Regions from separate parts of the Mus musculus genome. Here region 1 is linked to region 2. A link is a contact called in public HiChIP or PLAC-seq data. All regions are on one chromosome and are shown on one strand. Each heading gives the region's core, a stretch centred on a gene start, on an enhancer-like site or on the middle of the called end of the contact. The rest is flanking DNA. Distances are from core to core; before and after follow the strand shown. Region 1 holds the start of Dennd6a (DENN/MADD domain containing 6A). Region 2 overlaps Slmap (sarcolemma associated protein).

The links. HiChIP or PLAC-seq counts read pairs in DNA pulled down with a chosen protein or histone mark.
Region 1: a contact with region 2 is called in an H3K4me3 HiChIP or PLAC-seq map of pro-B cells, with 2.0 times the contacts expected there. The contact joins the promoter of Dennd6a here to the enhancer-like site in region 2. A contact is called at or near these places in 2 of 39 promoter capture datasets (the C10 cell line and embryonic stem cells), 1 of 15 datasets of contacts at CTCF or cohesin (CD8 T cells), 14 of 484 Hi-C or Micro-C datasets (the AML12 cell line, B cells, the C10 cell line and 9 more), 17 of 115 datasets of contacts at active chromatin or transcription factors (the 230-238 cell line, the HPC-7 cell line, the SCID.adh cell line and 12 more) and 3 of 9 other capture datasets (adipose tissue, liver and pancreatic islet).

The regions. Positions count from the first base shown.
Region 1 is chr14:26,578,100-26,583,511 of GRCm38.p6, reverse strand. It overlaps Dennd6a (DENN/MADD domain containing 6A), which reads right to left and starts at 3,962. Exons shown (of 20, transcript NM_001134465.2): 1 at 3,650-3,962. The coding sequence starts at 3,877.
Region 2 is chr14:26,513,256-26,518,559 of GRCm38.p6, reverse strand. All of the region lies in intron 1 of Slmap (sarcolemma associated protein), which reads left to right. It also overlaps the pseudogene Gm2178. Among named protein-coding and RNA genes, the nearest start is that of Gm24031, 18 kb to the right of the region's middle. Within about 2 kb of position 2,554, at least 71 of the 459 cell types and tissues checked have an H3K27ac peak or open chromatin away from gene starts, as enhancers often do. A contact at or near this core is called in the 230-238 cell line, CD8 T cells, the HPC-7 cell line and 7 more, where this site is marked.

The DNA.
Region 1 (5,412 bases), core at 2,713-5,212, 64 kb before region 2:
AAAGTGAGTTACAGGACAGCCAGGGCTACACAGAGAAACCCTGTCTTGAAAACAACAAAACAAAATGAAAAAAGGAGCAAATATATAGGCTCTGAGGCCTAGCAGAGAGCCCTGAGTCCTGATGCTGAGATGGGGAAAGCTGGGAGCCTCCAGAACTGTGTTGTCCTGTCTGTGTGACTGCTAGTTGGCAATCCTGCTTCTGAGCCTCCCTGGTTGTACTTTACAGACACAGGGCTGGAGCCACTATATATGTCACTCCCAACACAAATCTACCTTTCTAATTCCATGCTAACTGCTACTCCTGTACAGTTCCAACACAGGTGCAGCTTCAAAAAAATTACACACACACACATACATGGAGTGACCCTGTTTGAATGTTAACTGCCTGTCAGCCATAAGTGCTTAAGTCTTGGCCTTAGTGGAAAAGTACTAGCTTAGTTGAGTTTTCTGTGGGAAAAGTTGAGGCCTCTGTAGGAAAATACTACCCCCAGTTAAGAACAAATAGCTATAGATCTTGTGGACAGGTGCCTAGCAACCCGTTCTGTTCTGTTTCTCTTGCTGAATTTTTTACCTAGCCAATATCCTGCTTTTGGGAACAGGTGCGTTTCCCCAGAAACAAAGCAATTCTGCGTCATCCCCCTCCCCATATCCTGCTTCTATGGGTATACAACCTGCCCATTTTCCAAGAGAGTTCAAACTCTTCTTCTTCTTTTTGAAAGTTCAGGAAAAAAAAAAAAAAAAAAGCTAAGAACTACTTCGTAAAGATACTGCTATGAAATGGCAATTATGGAAAAATAAAATTTGTCAGCTTGATCAGAATTTTTTGACTTGCTGTCCGTTCTCTGTGTTTCCTGTTCCCCTTCTCTCCACAGGTGGTTTCTCAGACCCTGTTCAACTGTGCTGCGGGTCAGGACATAAAAAAATATATATATACATATATATATATACACACACACACATATATATATACACATATACATATATATACATATAGAGAGAGAGAGTGCGCAAAATATAACTTCAACTGTTTTCATATATTTGTTCCTGCTTTATGTTCACTTAAAAAGGCAAAACACTGTGAGACAGAAGACAGATCTCTTGAGTTTGAAGCCAGCTTGGTTTACATATTGCCTTCTCTCAAGAATGAAAGCCAAGGGCCAGTGAGATGGCTCAGCTGTTTAGAGAAAAGAAATTTGCTGCTGCTAAGCCTTCAGGCCTGAGATGGTTCACAGGCCTCACAAGGTGAAAGGAGAGAACAGACTCCTATTCTGTCCCTTACTCTACTGTGTGCACAGTGGCATGCATGCATATGCACCCCACATAAAGATAAGCAAAACAAAATTGCTCTGTCCCAAACATGGTAGCACGTAACCACTAGCTAATCCCAGCACTAGGTGGTGGAGTGGTGAGGGGTGTAGCCTGAGACAGGTAAACTGCTGTGAGTTTAAGGCCAGCCTGGGCTACATGTACTCGAGGAGAGTGAGATCCAGTCTCAAAGCCAGATCATTGACATCTTACTGTGTTTACCATTCCTTAGCTCCGTTATGAAGGGACCTTCCTCTCTTCTCCTTACTTTAAGGCAGTGATCCTTAATCCAGACAGAGACGACGACAACACCTCCACGGATCAGTGCAAACAGCCTAGCTAGCAACACAAGTTTGTCCTACTCATTTTCCAAGAGAGTTCAAACTCTTCTTCTTTTGTTTTTGAAAGTTCAGGAAGAAAAAAAAAAAAAAAAAAAGCTAAGAACTACTTCGTAAAGATACTGCTCTGAAATGGCAATTATGGGAAATAAAATTTCATATATAACCTTTAGTGATTATTTTTCATCACCTCAACTCTGTCAAGATATGCCACTTATTTAAAAAAGAAAATACTCATGTTAAAAGCAATGTTCCAAACGATGAGATTACAAAAACCGATCAATGGGGCTAGAGAGATGGCTCACTGGGTAAGAACACTCGATGCTCTTCCAGAGGACGCAACTTCAGTGGCAGCTCTCAACCGTCTGCAACTCCTGTTCAGAGGCCCTGATGCCTCCTCTGACCTCCAGGAATGAGTGTGGAGCATGGACACACAGACAAGCAAAATAGCCACACACAAATAAATCTTTTTTTTTTTTAAAGGTGACCAAATATGACAGCTTCTGCTTACCGATTAAGTTTTATTTTGCTACACATAAAATTTCAGTTTATCATTAAATAACGAGCATAATATATTGTTTTGAGGGGCTGGAGAGATGGCTCAGCTGTTAAGAGCACTTGCTGCTCTTCCAGAGGATGTGAGTTCAGTTCCCAGCACCTACATGACCAGAAGGATTGCAGACTGAGTGGATCTAACCCCCTTTTCCAGCCTACACAAGCACAAGGTACAAATTCTCTTACATGCAGAGATGAAGGCAAAACATTCATACACATTATATAAATAAACAAATCTTTAAAAATAAATGTCTTCAATCTTTGGAGATTGTTATTCCTGTCTCAAATAAAATACAGAATCACTTTACATACTAACTCCCTCTATCAACAAACGTTTAATGAATACTGTATCAGGCAATAAATTTGATCCTATTGACTAAATAGATTAATTCTTAGATCCCCACCTTATTGTCTCAATTCATAAATGCAAATGAGAACATCCTTTTATGTGTATGTCCACTAACTTGTATGGTGCCTAGATCTTAATAAAAACTCAATATTTAAATGAACTATGTAACGATACAAAAGACAAAGATGCAGCAGTTTCTCGTTTGGAACAACCAGACCAACCAAATCAGAATAAGATTAGAATCTTTCACCGATGCCAAAAGAACAATAACAAAATACCAAAAACTTCGGGACATACACCTTTCTAATGCCTTTCTAGTAACTTTTCACTTGGATAAATAAGACAAATCTTTTATGCTAACAAACAACAACAAAAAAAAAAGATGCAAAGTGATGGCAAAAATGAGTGAGATTCAAAGGTCTTTTAGGTAAGATGTTATGATATCTAACAGATTTATAAGCCAACAATTTTTCCACTGACATTAGGTTTCTGGGAATTGTCACAGAATCAGTATTAAGAAACAGCAGGGGTCGGGAGAGGGGTGTGGGGACAGCTTGCCTAGTTTTCAGAAGGCCTTGAATTCTGTTTGCAATGCTAGGGAGAGACTTGGAGGGAATGGGAACCCAACGACATTTCACAGAGAAATGGGGAACAGAGAAAAGGGAGAGAATGCATGCTAAGCATTTTGACTTGGACTCAGTGGACCGATCTACGAGTTAGCGCAATTGACAATACAGTCAGTCAGCCCACATGATTGGACGTGCACGTTTGGCTACTGTAATTCACATATGTCAGGGGGTATTGTTCCTTTCTTGAAAGTTCCAAGCAAACATCCTGTCTGCTGTAGGCTTTTCTGGGTGCCACTACCCTCCAGTTATCGCTGGTTTTTTGTTTTGTTTTTTTAAAGAGGAACATCAACAAGTATTTAGGAGGGGCCTACAAAGAACTTTTCACCCCTAGCCGCAGCCCACGATCCTCCCACCGAAGGGTCGAGAAGCACCGCCCAGCTGAGCCGCGCAGGGGCTGCGAGCCACGCCCGGATGAGCAGCGGCCAGGACCCGGCCGCCCAAGGGTGGAGACACAGGGTGCGGCTCGGCCTCACCTCCACCGCCTGGCCCAGCTCCAGGTCGAAGCCCACCACACACACGCAGTGTAGCCAGGCCGAGAAGCCGTCCCAGCGCAGCAGGCCCCGGCGGCCATCGTCCTCCTCCTCGTCCTCCAGCGCGACTCCCGCCGCCGCAAGGGCCGCCGCCTCGCGCCCCTCAGCCCCGGCCTCGTCCAACGACCCGCGGGAACCGGGCCCAAAGACCGCCGGGCCCGGCAGAGCCATCCGCCACCCCCTAGGCGCTTGAGCCGCCTCCGCTGCGGACCGCGCCGCAGAGCGCGCAGGCCTCCGCGCACGCGCACCGAGTGCTGCCGCTGCCGCAGCCGCTCCGGACTCCCGGAATAGGGGCGCGGCCACGAGGCACGTGACCCTGGGAGCGGGGGGTTCAGTGGTTTCCCTACAAGCCGCGGCTATCTCTGCTGCTCGCTCAGACTGGCCTGCTGGTTTTACAGTTCTCTAAACTCAAACAGTGGCTCAGGAATCGTCATCTCAGATCCACAACAATACAGCAATGAATTATTCTTGGAACGACCCAGTTCATTATTAAAGTGTTACTAAAACATAGTGGTTAACAGTAGTTTAATTAAACTTTTACTCTGTGACAGTTGATATGCTAAGTTCAAATACACCTATTAACTCTTATTAAACATATCATTATGGTGAACACTATTGTTTGTTAAGTGTTGGGTAGGACTTTCTTTTCTTTTTTAGCTATGCCTTACATAGTCCCAACTGGCCTCTAGCTCATGGTACTCCTACCACAGCTACCCAAGATTCTGGGTTTAGTGGCATGGGCCACCACCTCTGGCTAATTTGTCTTCACAGATAAGGGAACTGAAGTTCGGAGAGGCTTCGTGACTAGCCCAGCAAGTATAAGAACTCTAAGGCAAGCCTGTGTTCACTCCTGCAGTCCCCTGATAGAGATGTGTACTTTAACTCTCCGAATACCCTCCCTACCAAGGCAGCTCCCATCTTTATTGGTCTGGCGGACTCTCTCAACTCTTACGCATATGCAGACTTTCTTGGAATCTCGGGTTGGTCAGTCACCTTTGGACCATGCTATCTGAACACTGGAGGAAGGGCCTGGTTTCAAGCTACCTTTGTTAAGAAGTCAAGACAGCTCTAGGCTGGGCACTCAAGAAACATCTGCCCTGGTGAATTGCTATTGATTATTGGCATAGCATGATACGACTAAGTAGGATTTTTTTTTCAGCACCTGCTAGGATTTATTCATCAAAAGTAATTAGAGCCGGGCGTGGTGGCACATGTCTTTAATCCCAGCACTCGGGAGGCAGAAGCAGGCAGATTTCTGAGTTCGAGGCCAGCCTGGTCTACAAAGTGAGTTCCAGGACAGCCAGGGCTATACAGAGAAACCCTGTCTCAAAAAACAAAACAAAACAAAAAAAAAAGTAATTAGAAAACGTGGTAATACCCAATAGGAAAGTGTGTAAAAGATGATAGATAACATACAATGGATTTATCAAAACCCATTCCCATGCCTTTCCACGGCCTCAAAAGGCAGTGATATTACTGTTTCTATTTTACATAGAACAAAGCTGGGGCTCCAACTGATGGCTCAGTGGTTAGGAGCGCTTGCTGCTCTTGCAAAGGACCAGGTTCAATTCTCAACACCCACATGGTGGTTTGTAACTCCAGTTCCAGGGGATCTAATGTCCTCTTCTCATCACCAAGAGCACCAGGAGTGTGTGTGGTGCACAGACATGAATGCAAGCAAACAACATTAAAACACATAAAAATTC
Region 2 (5,304 bases), core at 1,305-3,804:
GGAATATAACTTGTAAAATATTATCTAATGATTCATGGATTTCCTTGGCACTTGTAACATTTCTCTTTTCATCTCTACCTTATAAATTTGGGTCTTCTGTTAGTTTGGCTAAAGGTATGTTGTTAGGTTTTGTTTTTATTTTTTTCTTGAACTGTCTCTGCATGTTTAATGTGAGCATTTATATATAAACTTTCTTGTTAGGACTTTTCTATCTGTATCTTTGAGGTTCTGGTAAATTGTGCTGTTATTTTCATTTGGTTCTAAGAATTTTAATATTCTACCTTGATTTTTTTTCTTTTTTCAATGGCTCATTCAAAAGTATTGTTCGATTTCCTGGTATTTGTGTTTTCATTGCTGTTTTCCATGGAGTGTGTGGTTGAGCATAGCTATTTATTTTGTGGCCAGGGAACATAAAAGAGAAAGAGGAGGTGACTGGTGTCACATACTGTTCTGCATGTTCACGTTTTCAGTGATCTAAGTTCCTTCTAGTGTGTCCTACTGTATAGAAGTTCCTTTATTTCCCAATAGTGCCATCCGTTGCATTGCATCTTTAACACCTGAGCTTGTGGTAGACATTCAGCATCCAAACCATAGCACTACTAGACTATGAAACAGACTAATTATATAGGTGAGGTAATCATGCTATTACTATCCTATTATTATACGTTTTGACCTCTATTTGTTGTTGATGATAATATATAAGATTATCATATAGCCCACCTTCCACCATCTTCCCATAAAAATCTTTTAATGGATTAGTTTCATTAAAAGATTTTTAATGAAAAGGTTAAAATTCTTTTAATGACAGATTAAAACCTGGCTTTGGACTTACTGTGTATCCAAAGATGACTTTGAACTCCTGGTTTGCCCCTACCTCCTGAGCACTGGGCTTACTGGCATGTGCCAACACACTTATCCAGTACTGAAGATCAAACCCAGGGCTTTGTGCATGTAAGGAAAGCATTCCACTAACTGAACCACTGCACTGCAGTCAGCCTAGCTCTACAGTATTTATGAGTGTGTTTACTTGGTTTCCTGATTCCATTGTTTTTAGCATCATGGAACCAAGACATGGTAAGAAAAGCTACTCTGTTTGCCTCAGGTCAACTAGGAAACAGGACATTAGAGGAAGAGGCTGTGTGCAAGATATACCCCTTAAAAGCTGACCTCCAGTAACCCACTTCTTCCAGTGAGGCCCAGTTTCCACCATCTTCTCATAAAAATCTTTTAATGGATTAATCTTTTGATTGTCAAAGCCCTCATGACTTATCATTTTCCCCAAATCTTACCTAGGAAGATTGCGTGAGACCCATTCTTTAACACATGAGTGTGAGGTTTAATTCCACATTCATGTTATACCAGAGCTGTCTTCTCAGTGACTTAAGGGATGTTCAAAGTAATAGATTTGGAGGCTCAGTGAGTTGGTGAGTGTGTAATTACTCTGAAATGCTTGATTGAGGGGTGTAGAGTATAATTAAGCATTTTGCTTTTAAAGCCTGTGTATTATACTTGTTGATAACTTGTTTGTTCTTAGTTTTAATTGTTGCTACTTTCATGAAGTCTCTGTTAATTGTCCATATACAGGAGTGTCTGGCGTGAGGAATGCCATACAGTTCAGGTATTCCTTCATAGGCTTACTTGTTAGTTGAAATCCTGAGTTAACTACATACTGTGCTAATGGATTGTGACTCAATCATTATGTATATTGGAATTTTGAGCTTTATAATACAGCATGAATTAGAAATTCAGTAGCCATAGCTGTTCTCGTAATTTTTTTTTAATTTTTAGATTTGTTTTTTTTCATTTTTAATTTTTAAAAATTTCATTAGGTGTTTTTTTCATTTACATTTCCAATTCTATCCCAAAAGTACCCCCTCCCCTCCCCTCCCACTCCCACTTCTTGGCCCTGGCTTTCCCCTGTACTGGGGCATATAAAGTTTGCCTGTCCAAAGGGCCTCTCTTTCCAGTGATGGCCGACTAGGCCATCTTTTGATACATATGCAGCTAGAGACATGAGCTCTGGGGTACTGGTTAGTTCATATTGTTGTTCCACCTATAGGGTTGCAGTTCCCTTTAGCTCCTTGGGTAATTTCTCTAGCTCCTCCACTGGGGGCCCTATGATCCATCCAATAGCTGACTGTGATCATCCACTTCTGTGTTTGCTAGGCCCCGGCATAGTCTCACAAGAGACAGCTATATCAGGGTCCTTTCAGCAAAATCTTGCTATGTAATTTTTTTTTTAATGTTCTGAGTTTTGAAAAGTTTGGAACTTAACTTTGTATTACTATTGAGAGAAAAAAATTGTTTGAGAAGACTTTGAATATAAGTGTGTATGTAACTACTGTGTGTGAAGTCTGTGGAGAAAGGCTTTCTGAGAGCTGAATTGTGTCAGCTTTTACTCTGCATTTGGCCAGTAATAAAAGTTTAGCTTAATCTTGAGCGTGTGAACTTTTCATTCAGCTTTCCCAGGCGTTGGGCTCGCAGGCGTGCACTTCATCTGCAGCCCAGAGCTGGGACTCTGGTGAGCTTTAGCTCTTTCTTTGCACAATGTTTATCTATTGTAAACTGTGGATGTCAAAACCCACAATCCGCACTGTCACTTCCTTTGGACAGTGCAGTTCTGCTAACATGGCTTCCACGAAACCGACTTTCTGAGTCTTGAAAACATACTGAGAGTGCCCTCCGAAAGTTAAGGTTTGATACATTTCCTGAATTACGACTACTTTTTAAGGTTTATTTTAGTGTTTTCAATATAATTTTCAAAACCCTGTTAAATGAACCTCTATTATTGTTACCAGAAAACTCCAAACGTTCTTTAAGCCTTTTGGCATGTCATTTAAACTGCTCAGATTACATCCTCAGAAGATTATAATTTTATTGTGTAGCAAAGGTTTCATAATTTATATCCTTTACTGAATTTAAAATTAATTAATTCGACATCATCTAATTTCAAATTTTGCTTTACATATTAGATTCAGATAATGATTATGGAAGCATTCTGATAGGAGAAATACAGAGGATAGTTTGTGGTTGCCTTTTTGCTGTGTTCAGAATCGTCTCGCAGCTTGAGCTTCTTTAACTGCGTTGCTTCAGCTATCTTGTTTCAGAAGAAAAGTGAGGTGAACTAACTAGTGATGCCTATAGTTACTCTAAACAGCACTTGGCTTTAACGAGCAAAAATTTATAGTAATTATGCTAATCAAATATTTAAAAAGCGGCACTCTTAGTGATGTTAACAAGTGTTTTGATTTTACTGGTTTCTTTATACTTTTCATATGTGATAATGCTTCAGTGTAAAAATGTCATTTTCTTCTCTGTGAAAGTTATGTACATGAGCTGAATCAGTCAGTAAGAAATGGTCCTTACTTTGTTTTAGTTGTCTTTATGCTGTTTTCTTTTTGATTGGCTTGAATTTAGGTTGGGAGGTTGTCTTGTTGATACATGGGTGTATGTATGTATGTATGTATGTATGTATATATTTTAAGTTTAGTTAATATTGAATAGATCATAACAGCTTATTGTTCTAAGTTTGGTTAATACTTAATTTTTTTTACAGTTTGATTTTCCATTTCTTCCTTAGACTTCTTAGATAATTGTGTCTGTTCTGATTTTCTTTTTTCTGTTTTTGTAATTACTTAAAGCTGCATGTTTATTTTGCTTTCTGACTCTGTGCTTGTACCTTCAACACGTTGACAATGATTTTCTGCTCCTCAATAAAGAAAGCCTGCTTGATCCTGTCACAGACACACTTGGCACACATGGAGCAGCTATAGGCCCTGCTTACCTGCATCTTTGTCTTAGACAAGCGCATAAGGACTACCCTGGCTCTCACAGCAGGCAACCCTTGCAGTCTGAGTGGGCACACGCCACATGCAGATTTAGGTGCTTTCCCAACCTTCTTGGTATAAAGGTAAACAATCCTGTTGTCAGGGGTTCGAGACAGCCTCGTTTTGTTAGAGGCTGTATTGTAGGAAAGCCTTTGACAGTATGTCAACCGCTGGACCATACTGAGTGCCTCTAAGCACTATCCCTGGAAGAGGAAGAACCTGTTTTGTTTTTTCTTAAACCATATTTTTTGTTTTTTGTATTGTATATTCCTTAAGTGGACTTTGATGGAGATGTCATGTATTGAACACAGGGCCTTTATGTGACAAGTGCTGTGTCATTGATTATACGCTCAGCCTGGCTACAGTGCATTCTGTGTTTCCAGAAATATCCATTCTGAGTGGATATTTTATAGTTATATTATTTAAAAAGCAAGTTCTTTAAGAATTGTGTGGACTCACGTATTTTTTTAAAAATATAATGACATTATAAATAACAAAGGGCCAGGAATATATGTCAGTGTAAGAGTATCTTTGCTTAGCATCTTCTGACTCTGGATTTGAGCTGTAGTATATTAAAAAGGAAATTTATTAATATGGCTAGCTGCATTTAGTAACACAATAAAGTAAGATGGCCTCCTTAGTTTACTCTTATGGGTATTTTGAAGGAAATTCTTTTCTTCCCTGATCTTTAGTTTCGGACTTGAGAGTTCAGTCTTCGTTATTTTTTGTTTGTTTTTTGTTTTTTGTTTTTGTTTTTTCATTTGTTAAATTCCATTTCTAACTTCGTGACCCATGTGTGATAATGTAACAATTTTAAAGTGCAGCACTCACTGAGCTCCTCACAGGTCTGGGTTGTCACGTCTCTGCCCGGTGGACTTGACATTCTGGCATATAGTGTGCCACCACCCAGCTTCTGTCCCCTCAGCTCATCTAGGACAGATGATTGCTAGGGAATTTAACACACTCCATTTGTCCTATAAAACCGTCCTGTGGCAGTGTTGCATTTGATGCAGTCTGTCCATACCCCTCTGCTGTTATGTACTTTGTCTGTCCTTTGACTGTCTCCCGTATCACTCATGTGATCCTTCATTAAATTATACTTAAAAGTCACCAGGGAGTCTTTCATATGAATAATTCAGGCACTTAGATTAATTTACTTTTAGGGTATTGGGGAGCAGGGAGGAGAGGGGTCTGGGACCCACTCAGGGTCACAGGCGTGCTGTCGCACTACACTCCTGTTCCCCAGGATGCGCTTTTAATGGAACTTTGAAAACTTTTCTGTGCATAGCACTGTTCTTTCCTGGTTCTTAATTTTTTTTTTGACAGGTTTGACATCTCCATCTTTGTCTCTATTGTCTACAGTTACCACAAAGTCCTCGTTTTTATTCCTTGACTTTTAATATTCCCAGTTCTTTCTCAAAAGTCATATAATTACAGTTTTAACTACTTCTGAGTGTTTTATTTCAAAGTTTAAATC